2 separate regions of the Gasterosteus aculeatus genome follow, and region 1 is linked to region 2. The links are chromatin contacts, called in public Hi-C maps. All regions are on one chromosome and are shown on one strand. The core of a region is the stretch at or near the end of the contact, and the rest is flanking DNA. Distances in the headings are between cores, read along the strand shown.

Region 1 (5,496 bases), core at 2,675-5,174, 81 kb before region 2:
CTTCTGCCGGGTTGATGAGGACGCTTTGCTATTGGACTAGTTAACCACGTGCAACTCGAGCTCCTATCAATTTCTTTGGGGCGGGGACTGTTTTTTGTCAAAAACAAGCCACGTGTTTATTAATTTACCCATGCAGATTATGATTTATTTAATCAGACTTCTTTCCAGTTATTTGTCTTCTATATCTCAGTAATGCAATTTCACCAAAAAAACTGAATTTCACTGCGATGACGTGTGCACCTTTTTTGCAGTTGCTCTTTAAACACAAAACATACCTTTTGATTTCAATTCCACTTGTTTTTGTCCTTTGACATCTTGCAGTGCTCTGCCTCCTGTGGAAGAGGGTTCAAGTCGCGTAAGGTGGTCTGTGCGAGCGGGTCAGGCCGCCCCGTCCCAGAGGAAAACTGCCAGCATCTGTCTCCTAAACCCCGCAGGCAGAAGCGCTGCAAAGGGGGCCGATGTCCCAAGTGGAAGACTGGCAACTGGGGAGAGGTTAGGACTCTTTGACTGTGCAATAACAAAAAACACCTCCACCACTCTGGTTCTCACGCCACCACACATGTAAGCTCTCTCTTTCCACTTCAACACTTACCAGCTTGCTGCAGACATCTGCAGCAAGCCTGACTGTTTTTATGCAGCATGCCAGGCCGCTAACTAAGGCAGCGTGCTTTTACACACCGCATGGTGGTTTTCAGCACAGACCCCGGGCAGCTGTTTTGAGGTGGTGCATGCTGGGGACTTCACAGTTTTGAAGTTTGAAAGCAGGATGGAGGTGCACTCCTCTCCCTTTATCCTCCCTTTAACTGTTGCATTTCCCACTGCTCACCTTTCAGATTGCTTCACTTTACCCTCCATCTTGTGCCTCCCCAATGGGAACCACATGTTAGTGTTTTTCCTTGAATGCCCCACTAAACATGCCAGACGCACTCACAATGTGCACCTGGAGTCTGGAGCCTCTCCACTTTTTCTTCTCTCTTGCTCGTTTTTTTTTTTTCACGCTGTCTTTTTCCGATCCTCTTTCTCTGAACTGACGCCACAGGCCAAAGAGTCCAAGCACAGAACCACATCTGACACACGTCAAAGAGGATGTGCGCTGGCTCTAAACAGCTGCAGGGCAGCACAGAGCATTGCTCCACACAGTGAAGCGTGGTTAGCCAGGATGAAGCACGCAGCGTAGTGGTTCAACGACAAATAATACACAATGAAATACGTTTTGTTGTGTCACATACGAATGGACATGTCGGTATATCTAGATACTGTAATTGTATAAACTCAGGAACCTCAGCTCAATCTTTGATCATATGTTCATCACTTGTTGCTCCCATAACCTGCAAAACATATGACCACATTTGATGCTGTTCTCAGTCATGTACAAATAACCAGAAACTCAAAGATTGTGATTCCACCCGCAAAAGGACCCTCCTAAAACAAGGTATCAGTTGACATCAGTACATAGCATGCCATGCATTAGCCCCACGAAAACAACTAGGTTGCTCAGGATCATCCCTTGAAAGGAGACACAAAACAGTTACAGTTAAATGTTGCCTCCAAATTCATGAAAACAAAGTATTAAGCAGCAAAAGGAAAATGTTGAAATATCCCTGCGACAAGACATGCGGTTGAAGATGAGATGAGAAATGAGAGGACGTCATTGCTTATAAAACGTGACTTTGTTCCTGGTCATTTGGTCAATGGAATAGAAAAACCAAGCAGATTATCATTCTTTGTGTTTTTCTGCGGAAATGTATGAAAACACAAAACCATCCACTTCTCAGGTTTGCTCTTGAATACTTCCCATTTCTGTAAAATAAAAAAAGAGAAACATCAGTTACAAACACCTTAAATAGGAACATGCGGGTGTTGCTGCAGCTATTTAGTCGTAACATTATTTCCCTGATAATCCTGTGTAATGAATTATGTCACTTCAATATGAGTTAGAATACCAATGTCTAATTCTTAGAAAATTAAAACATTAAAACATCCATTTCCATATTAGCCACACCTAGACCGAAACAACGATTAAGGAACTTATATCAATAGCCACAATACTTTCCAATTTATTTCCTTACAGATACTATTGTCAATTTCCTTACACATAATATCCTATTGCTATCCAACAAATGAGAAATAACTTTCACTAGTGGAGCTCACGAGGATATATCTCGATAAACATGAGTATAAGTCGATCATCTGATATGCAGTGAAACAATAAACTCTCACTGAGCCGGTTAGTACTTTATATATTGTTATATTAGTACTCATCTGACCTGCGTGCAGTGTTCGGCGTCGTGCGGCGACGGCCTGCAGCGCCGCGAGGTGCTCTGCCCGGCCGGAGGCCGCCGGATCCCGCCGGAGGCCGGCTGTCCCCAGCGCTCCCGGCCGGCGTCCAGCCGCAGCTGCCGGGTGGCCGAATGCCCCTCTCGTCGGTCCCAATGGAGAGAAGGAGACTGGCGGACGGTAAGCTGCGGCGACCCGCGTGCTACGGAGAGAAAAAAACCCGGGTCCTCCGTCTCCGCCGGGCGGGGATGAATCTGCTCAGTCATGTCTAATGAGTCAGGAGGCCACAAGGGAGGAGGGGAGGAGAGGAGAGGAGCGGAGGAGAGGAGGGGAGGAGAGGAGCTGCTGCTACATGGCCCCTAAATCAGACGATTCTTTCAGGCAGCCCGAGGCTCCTGTGTGAAAGGGTTCATTCCTGACAAAACGCCAATTGGCAAGTTAGCTTCTTCTTCGTTTTTAGAGATAGTTTAAACATCTAAAAAGTGAATGTAAGTAGGCTAAGAGTAAACAAACGCACCACTGTAATCTAAACATCTACTGACCTTCGACCTGTCAAACACATGAACACACACTGCTTTCTGCCAACTTTGCAAGAGAGATCAATCTCTCACAAGAAATAACTGCATTATAAAACCATCCGACTTGTGTGAAGTGGTCCAGTGAAACAGAGTACAGCCGTGTAGGACTTTTGTTTCATTTAAATTTTCTTAATACCTAATTGATTTTGAAAATGTGTATAGTATTGTAATCTATCTATTATCTGCACCCCACTCAAAGGTAAAGAGTCTTGCAGTTTTAATTATGATGGACAAATACCTGCTGACCAACGTTGAGCTATTTCCAATAGTAGATCCTTGTTGAGAGTTGGGAATATTAGTACATGCAGCTGCAGCAGGACGTTTTCCTTGTGTTCAAGGGATCCGGGTCACTGAGCTGCATGAATAGTGTCCTCGAGAAGCAGAGTCTGATTCATCTGGGGAGGTGTTTGGAGCTCTCTGCCTGGGTGTTCCAATTAGCAGCTGGCAGTGATTACAACAGCTCACGTGCACGACGTGACATGCCTCTAATGTTGGATACGCTCTTCTCACTGTGGAGTCAATCCTTAGATTGTTTATAAGAAACGTTTACAGTTTACAGTGATGTCACCTGTTGGTTTGTGGACTGCAGATCTTTGGAGCCTCGAGTTAAGCATTTTTTGGTTGTTGCAAGCAGAAGGGTGGACGACGACGTGGAAATAAGAACAACTGAAATTAAATCTCACTGTAAAAGAGCGTAAACTTGTAAGTCGAAAACGGCTTTATCTTATATTTTACTTTAAATGGGACAAACCTGTTTTGACATCTTTACACTGTAGTGCTACGGGGCGAATGCACTGCTTCACACAAAGACACAGATCTCAAACCTCAGCGTCCCTTCCCCCTGTTTGCTGCTGGATAGAAGTGAATACAGTAGTTGGGTCCATTCTATTATGTCGTAATGTTTTGTCTAACACCATTCAGCAAGATTTTCCATTTGCCGTTTTCTTGTGTCCGTTACAGTGCAGCAAGTCGTGTGGAGCGGGTCACCGGCGACGGGCCTTGCAGTGTGTGGACCACAACCAGCAGCAGGTCCATGAGATGTACTGCGTGAACCAGATCAGACCTCCAGACCTGGAGAGCTGTAACACCCACTCCTGTGAATCGACCTGGATCACTGGGGAATGGACGGAGGTGAGAACCAGAGAAGCAGTGACGTATTCCCACCACAGACCATTGAGATCTCAATTGTTTCCTATGCACAGTAAACGCGTTACTCTTTGAAAAAGATTGTACACGTGAAATCTCCCGCGTTTCCTGCGTGAAGTACAGTTGTTATTTCCTGCCGGTGATTTCTCCTCTCCTCCAGTGCTCAGCCAGCTGTGGACAGGGCTACCGCCAGCGTCCGATCTCCTGCAGCGAGGTGCCTGTGGAGAATGACAACTATGAGTATGGCCATCAGTCCTTGTCTAACTGCCAAGGGACCCCCCCCGAGATCTACATGCCTTGTAATCTGGACCCGTGCCCGGCGCCACAGGAGTGGAAGGTTGGAATCTGGGGACCGGTGAGCGAGTCCATATTCTTAATGTTGTCCAGTCATGGACATCAGTGTGACGTCCAGGCCGAGCATGCACGTGTGTGGTCGGATGCCACTATAATAAACGGAAGTCAGACAAACACTTCTTAGTGTAATTGTGACTAATTCTAACTAATTGTATTGGCAGTTACATAGTGCATGTAGTTATATATTATAATATTTATCAAAATGAAATGAAGAGACCATCTCCCTGCGTTTGGCTGGCGACCAATCCAGAGTTTACCTCGGCCTCTCACCCAAAGTTGGCTGGGATTGAACGACTGTCCTCCACAAGTGTGATGTGGTTCTCCTCCTGCCCTTCAGTGTTCGGTGAGCTGTGGGGACGGAGTGATGGAGAGGACGGTGCAGTGTTGGCCAGCAGATGGTCGGCCAAGAAACAGGTGTTCTCGAGACACAATGCCAGAGACCAGAGAAGTCTGCAGAAACCCAAACTGTGAGTACTGCGAGGCTAACGGGCTCCCTGAATGTACCCATTATTCAGCATGGCTCGTCTTCATCATCTCGGCCTGTAGTGAAAAATTCATTTTGCGAGGCGATCAGTTAAGATTCACTGTCTTTACTGCACTTTGGTTGAGATCACTGAGTGAGTAAATGTGTGTTTGTACACTGCACACGTGTGCATAAACCCCAACTTGCTGTTCTAATTGAATTGCTGGCATAATGAACCTGTTTCTTTTCTACCTCTTTTGTGTCTCCAAGGCCATTTTCCTTCTAGCTGTCAAGAAGTCCAGAGGATGAATGGCCCGCTCCCAGACAACGAACACTTTGTCAATATTCAAGGAAAGGCACTCAAGGTAAGATTAAATTGACCTCATTAGGGCACAAAGAAGACATCCGGTTTTATGTCTTCTATTCTATTCCGTTTCCTCCGCTCCTCACTGACATTTTTCTTCCCGTTTCTAATCTGCATTTCTAATCTTCATTTCTGTTGTTTATTTAACATCCCACCGCCTCCACCCCATTGGTTTCTTACTTATCAAGGGCGACTGTGGGTGAGTGGGGAGCACGGTCATCCTCCAATCAGAGGGTTGTGGGTTTGATCCCAGGCCCGGCTAACCCGCATGTCGTTGTGTCCTTGGGCAAGACACTTAACCCAACATTGCACCT
Region 2 (5,549 bases), core at 1,203-3,702:
ATTAAAAAACAAGCTACAAAATATAGAAACAAGTTTTTATCTATAGACTATATTAGCTCTGCCTGTACATCAAAATCCAATTCAGTTAGAACGTTTAGCAGTTTAATTAACAGCCACACATGTTAGGTGCCTGTGTGTCTCTGTGTATGTCTGCGTGTGTTACGGCCCACATGCACATCCGTCATGAGTTAAAGCCGTTTGAGTTGTTTTAGGAGACTCTAAAAGCCATCATTACAGGTCCTTAAGAGCAGATCGGCTGCAAATTACAGCTGCGCTCTGAGCAAACTAAAATAGTCTGATTCAATTATTTACAAATGAAGAATGCCAATGGGGTGTTAACGCACACACACACACACACACACACAATGGGCTGGTGAATAGGAGACGCGTGACAGGACTGACTGAGGCCTTAGCAGCAGTCTTCCCTCCTTCTGCCTCATCATGTGTGTTCAATTACTGTGGCAAGAATACTCCAGAACATTGTCAGTTCATCCCAAAATAAAGATATTACAGTGTACTACTAATTAAATCTTTTTTTAGAATTCATTATAATTATTAGGGAGCCTTTTTCTCTTCCCTTTGGTGTGACATCCCCATGTTCTGACGCTATAACTGAATAGCCATTCGGGCAGTCTTAACTTATTTTTTAAGTTAAGACTGCCCAACCTATATTTTTTGCCGACCTGCACAGCAGACACAAAGCATAGTTATCGCCAACCAGTTTTCAGGTTTATTTACATTCAAGCAGCTCCTAACTGTCTGAAAAAAGAAATGTTAGTTAAGCAGTCAAGCAGTGTTAGACTAGTAGACCTTGACTAAACCTGCTAATCTGGCAATAAATTCTCACACGCTTAAGTGTGACCTTTGCCCTCCCACTGGCCTCAACTGTGACCGGTCAACACTTCGTACGCCACTCGGCTTCACCCTTTAGACTAATCGTGTTTCAATAGACATGACTTTTTCGAAAGGCAATTTATACTGTACATAAGAATTAGAAAACACACTGTGCACCATTAATCAGAGGTTACAATACGTCTCATTGGGGCCCTCATTAGGCCTGATTGATGTCTTCCATTCACACTGAGAGAAATAGTAACAATTCATTTCCAGTGTTGGTTCAGCCTCATCTGACACATTGCGCGGCGAAATGCTGCCAGGTTTGTGTTAATCCCCGGCGCCAATGGCCCGAGGGGCACCTCGCCATAAGTGGAGAATGGCATGCTGGGTATCTCAATGCTGCGTTGCCAAAAGGCTCTGTCTGGTTCATGATATCAGCCGGCTTCACCCCTCCTCTCTGTGACTCATTAACAAGCTCAGGATCCAGGAGGGATCCCATCTGTGTGCCACCTGTACAAAATCATCACCGATTACAACATTTAATGCAGGACACCATTCCCATTTGTTCCTAAGTTTTCTTCAATAATATCAATTAAATATCTATTCCCTTGATTGCTGTCTTTTCTTCCTTATCTTCCTCTTCCCTCACCTCTCTCTGTGTGTATCTCACTGTTTTACAGAATGATGGATGGACCAATCTGCCAGCCAGCTGTAAATGAGGCAGAGAAGTTCTGTGAAGTCAACTTTACAGCTGTTCAAATGATTCAAATGATGGAGAACTGCCATCTTTTGTAACCTTTGGTGGGGTTTTTTGGGAAGTTGTGTTATGGATGACATTTTTATTTCAGACGGTTTAGGTTTTAATATTTCAGGATTATTCTTTCCTATATTTACCTTCATTTACAGGTATGACCTTTATTATGTTAAACCTGGTGCTTTTTCAGCTCCAATTTTCTAAGATATTTGTACTATACTATATCTATATTATATAGTAACACTGGAATCTTAAGTATTTTTAATTAGCTTCCTCGGATACAAGGTTTCGCTTTTTTTCACATTGGGAAACTATGGGTATTGTTATTAAGTAATCCTTAGGATCCCAACGCAAATTTGCTATAATTCTACTTCTACCAAATCAACAAATATATATTGCTTTAGGAAAGTTTTCATTCACAGAGATTTAAAAGGTAAGTTGTCTTTCGCTGAAGCAACAGAATGGCATCACTGTGACCAACTAATTCCTTCGACATCTGCTACTCATCCTCTTCCACTTAGGCAAAGTAGATAATCGTCAGAGACAATGGACGATTTAATCAGGTGGATTTTTGTGCAACCTTTGCACTAATAGTTTCATTCAATAATCATATTCACATGGCGTACATAGAGCAGCATGTGTAAGCCTATTTCCTGGAGAATAGCACCATTTTTTGCATATCCAGAAATCATGCAATTAGACCCAAGAATAAACAAACAAACTCGAGGCTTAAGAGACGATGACTCATTCAATCTGTAATAAACCCGACTCTAGTCGCTCCTCTCTTATTTGCAGTGCTGCCAATGAGCTCAGTGTTGCCAGGGAAAAAAACTGAATTTTAATGCCCCTCATTGTTTTTTTAAACTTTTCTTTGCTATGCACGGGTTCACCACTGGAGGAGGACATAACTTTCTTTTGGAGTCTCTGTGAAAGATGGAAAAACCCTGAGAAATACCAACAGGGAGCATTGACAGAGCGTCAATGGTCTATTTTTTATTCATCCCTTGCATGCATCATTTCAAATGGCATAAAGACAATAACAGATAAATGGTTTTAATAAAGAGAGAAAAAGCATCTACAATGAACCTGATCACATGTTATAGAAATATAATAATAGTTTTCCGTAACTATTTACAACTTAGGCTAAAAAGTTAGTTTAAAATGTGCCAAATGTTAAAGGTTCTACCAGTAAATGCAACTTTCCACTTTCCATCAGCTTCATGGACGTCGCCTTAATTCCTGCAGTGGTTCAACATCTCTGCCTGCTGGTGTAACGGAGACATCACAGCTGTAAAATAGTTCCACTGAGACCGAGAGTCAACTATTTAATTTAGCGCTACATTTAACTGAGGTTGGTGTTTCTCAAGATTCTGGATTATAGATATATGTGTCTTGGGCATTCTTCGAAATCAAAGAAAATCCATTCATATTTGGTTTGTTCCTCATCTGTGAATCTTGCCACCAAAAAAAATGCAAAATGGATACAGGGACAACCTAAGTCTGCAAGAGTAAACCGCTCACGTTGTTTCTCAAGTTAGTCGTCCAGATGTTTATACCACAAGCAAGGAAAGACCTTCAAGGACTCATATAACAAAGGCTGATGTTGGAGGAGAATGGCCCGAAGAAGGAAAACTGTCCAGGATGCAATGCTGGCATGATGCTGTACATGAGCACAACATTAAAAATACTACTGAGTCATATTCGTTTCTCCAACAGTTAAGAAGTAGTGAATATATTGACAACGTTCTCCACTTGTGTTACTGGCGTTTTATCTCAATGCTAAATAGCAGCAGTAGTTTAGCACTCTCCCATTACTGTCACTTGGTCACAGTTCTCACTTTTGAGAATAAGGTACAAAAGTAAAATAAACCAGTTAAACCTCAGTGTGAGCATGAAAGGGATAACACCAAGGTCACCGACACAAAGCCTCTGGAATACAACCTCCACTTTGAGCTCAGATTGCACTGAGAAGGATGAAAATAAATGAAACACTCTGCAAGTCATTTTCCATTGATTTAATTCCCTGCTATGGTCCGAGAACAGAAAAGCAGAAGAAAAAAGTCTAAAGGGAACAGGGAGTGATTTATTGCTGGAGACCAGGGGGAAGGAAACTTCTGACCTCTTAGTGACAAACACTTTGCCGCTGCAGGTGACGTTTTATCGGATGTGGGTAGCCCAAATAACAGCAGTTTCACTAGTATGAAGCTGGTTTGCTCTCATTTTGCAAGTTTAAATAAAACATCAAGATTGAGCATAATTTGCTTGAACTCAGCAATTGGATTTTTCATCCGTACTCAAATGTATGATGACTTTACATTCCCTCAATGACTCATTGGAGAAGTACGAGTCAGGAAAGAAGAAAAAACATCTGTGATGGTCTTCAGCAGCTTGTTTCAAAGATCTTTCAAAACTGCCATGTAATGAAGTCTTTCATTTATTAAAATCCAAATGAGCAGCTGAGGTTGTTCGGCCACAGTTCATTTGTCAAGCACGTGATTTCAGTGACATTTCAGTGGCAAAGTACAAGTAGTCTTCGGTTATTCCATGGAAATCAATTGCTGTTTTATTGTTTTGTGTCTTAGGTCAAAATAGCATTGAAAACGTGTGCATTTTCTCTTTGCACAAGAAACAGTCATACTGAATATCATGACATGCACAAAGAATGACAGAAATACCAATACGTCTGCATTAGTGACCTGTAAGCGTAACCTGTTGATGGACATTGTGCTGTGTTATAGGTTTGTCTCAGTCATTTAACTTTAACAAACCATAAACTTTTACCTCTTGGTCACACACAGCCACACTCGTTTGTGCATTTAAAATAACAGTCGACTGTATCTGGACTGCGATCACAACTTAGTTTCCAATGTCTTTTCCTCTGAGAAGGATTTCCCACAGACGGTGATGGCTTTGAAGTCAGCAGAGATCTCCAGCATGGTCTTCCCTTTCGTCTCAGGCAGGAGGAAGAAGGTGTAAAGAAAACCCAGCAGGCACACGCAGGTGAACAGCACGAAGCAGTACGAGTCCAGGGCATCCTGGGAAAGAAGAATCACAACATAAAGCATCAGAAATAACCTCATGTTTAAATGTTAAATGTAAATAGTGATGTTTCTTTTGTCCGTTGGTGCAATGTTTGTTGTACTCACAATAAGGAATGGAAATACTAGGCCCAGTACAGCGTAGAGCAACCAGCGTAGTATCCCCAATAGTACAAATGCAGCCAGTCGGTCGGACTGGATGAAGATCTCACTGTGGAGAGTGCTTGAGGCTCCCCCTGGGTGAACCAGAGACACAACTTAGGGGAACATCTTTTCTATGTGAACCAAACTGCTGTGGGACACATACCAGGTCCCCCACAAAAGAAGATGATGAAGAGGAAGATCAAACCAGTGGAAAAATATGGAATCCAGTAGCTGGAATCCTGCATGAAGAAACATTTGTATTATGCAAATATCAATACATTCTTCCATACTAACCAAGCAATCTAGAGCAAACATTCTCCTACCTTCAAATTGAGCATGACAGTGAACAACAGCAAGCTGGCAGACATGAGGCCGTAGCCCCCCCAGAATAAAGGCCTCCTCCCACTCTGCTCAATCAGCAGCCCCTGGGAGAGGGGAAGGTACGAGAAAAGATGTTTCGTCCTTGTGCAGAACACAATGTCAACCAACTTTGATGCTTCTGATTTGTGTGTTTACACTCAGTATCCACAGTTTATGCATCCTATGTGCCAATCATTTAAACACAGTCGGCTTTCCCACGTTACTTTGTAAATGTTCAGTGTTGATGTTTACTAGGTTGGCTCCAACTTTTCTGCTTTTTGCTGGGATGGAAGTTGAGCTTTTGAAATACTCTATAAACAGCAGCAGCACCATATATATATATATATATTGTTATGTCACAAGAGGCTGTGTCCTGGAAGGGCATACATTCCCATAAAATGGCTGTAACCAGGAAC

Evidence for each region. A called contact is a pair of places that touch in the nucleus more often than the background predicts.
Region 1: a contact with region 2 is called in a Hi-C map of skeletal muscle, with 13 times the contacts expected there. The contact joins two enhancer-like sites. A contact is called at or near these places in 3 of 6 Hi-C or Micro-C datasets (skeletal muscle, tail fin and whole body).

What each region holds. Positions count from the first base shown.
Region 1 is chr17:15,853,944-15,859,439 of fGasAcu3.hap1.1, reverse strand. adamts9 (ADAM metallopeptidase with thrombospondin type 1 motif, 9) reads left to right here. Exons shown (of 40, transcript XM_040202908.2): 29 at 322-492; 30 at 2,278-2,457; 31 at 3,816-3,986; 32 at 4,162-4,356; 33 at 4,693-4,822; 34 at 5,089-5,183. Among protein-coding and RNA genes, the nearest start is that of prickle2b, 11 kb to the right of the region's middle. Within about 2 kb of position 3,924, at least 1 of the 9 cell types and tissues checked has open chromatin away from gene starts, as enhancers often do.
Region 2 is chr17:15,771,549-15,777,097 of fGasAcu3.hap1.1, reverse strand. LOC120834723 (solute carrier family 2, facilitated glucose transporter member 9) reads right to left here. Exons shown (of 12, transcript XM_040202944.2): 9 at 5,097-5,198; 10 at 4,937-5,012; 11 at 4,738-4,865; 12 at 3,980-4,626. The coding sequence ends at 4,441. Among protein-coding and RNA genes, the nearest start is that of LOC120834723, 8.1 kb to the right of the region's middle. Within about 2 kb of position 2,452, at least 2 of the 9 cell types and tissues checked have open chromatin away from gene starts, as enhancers often do.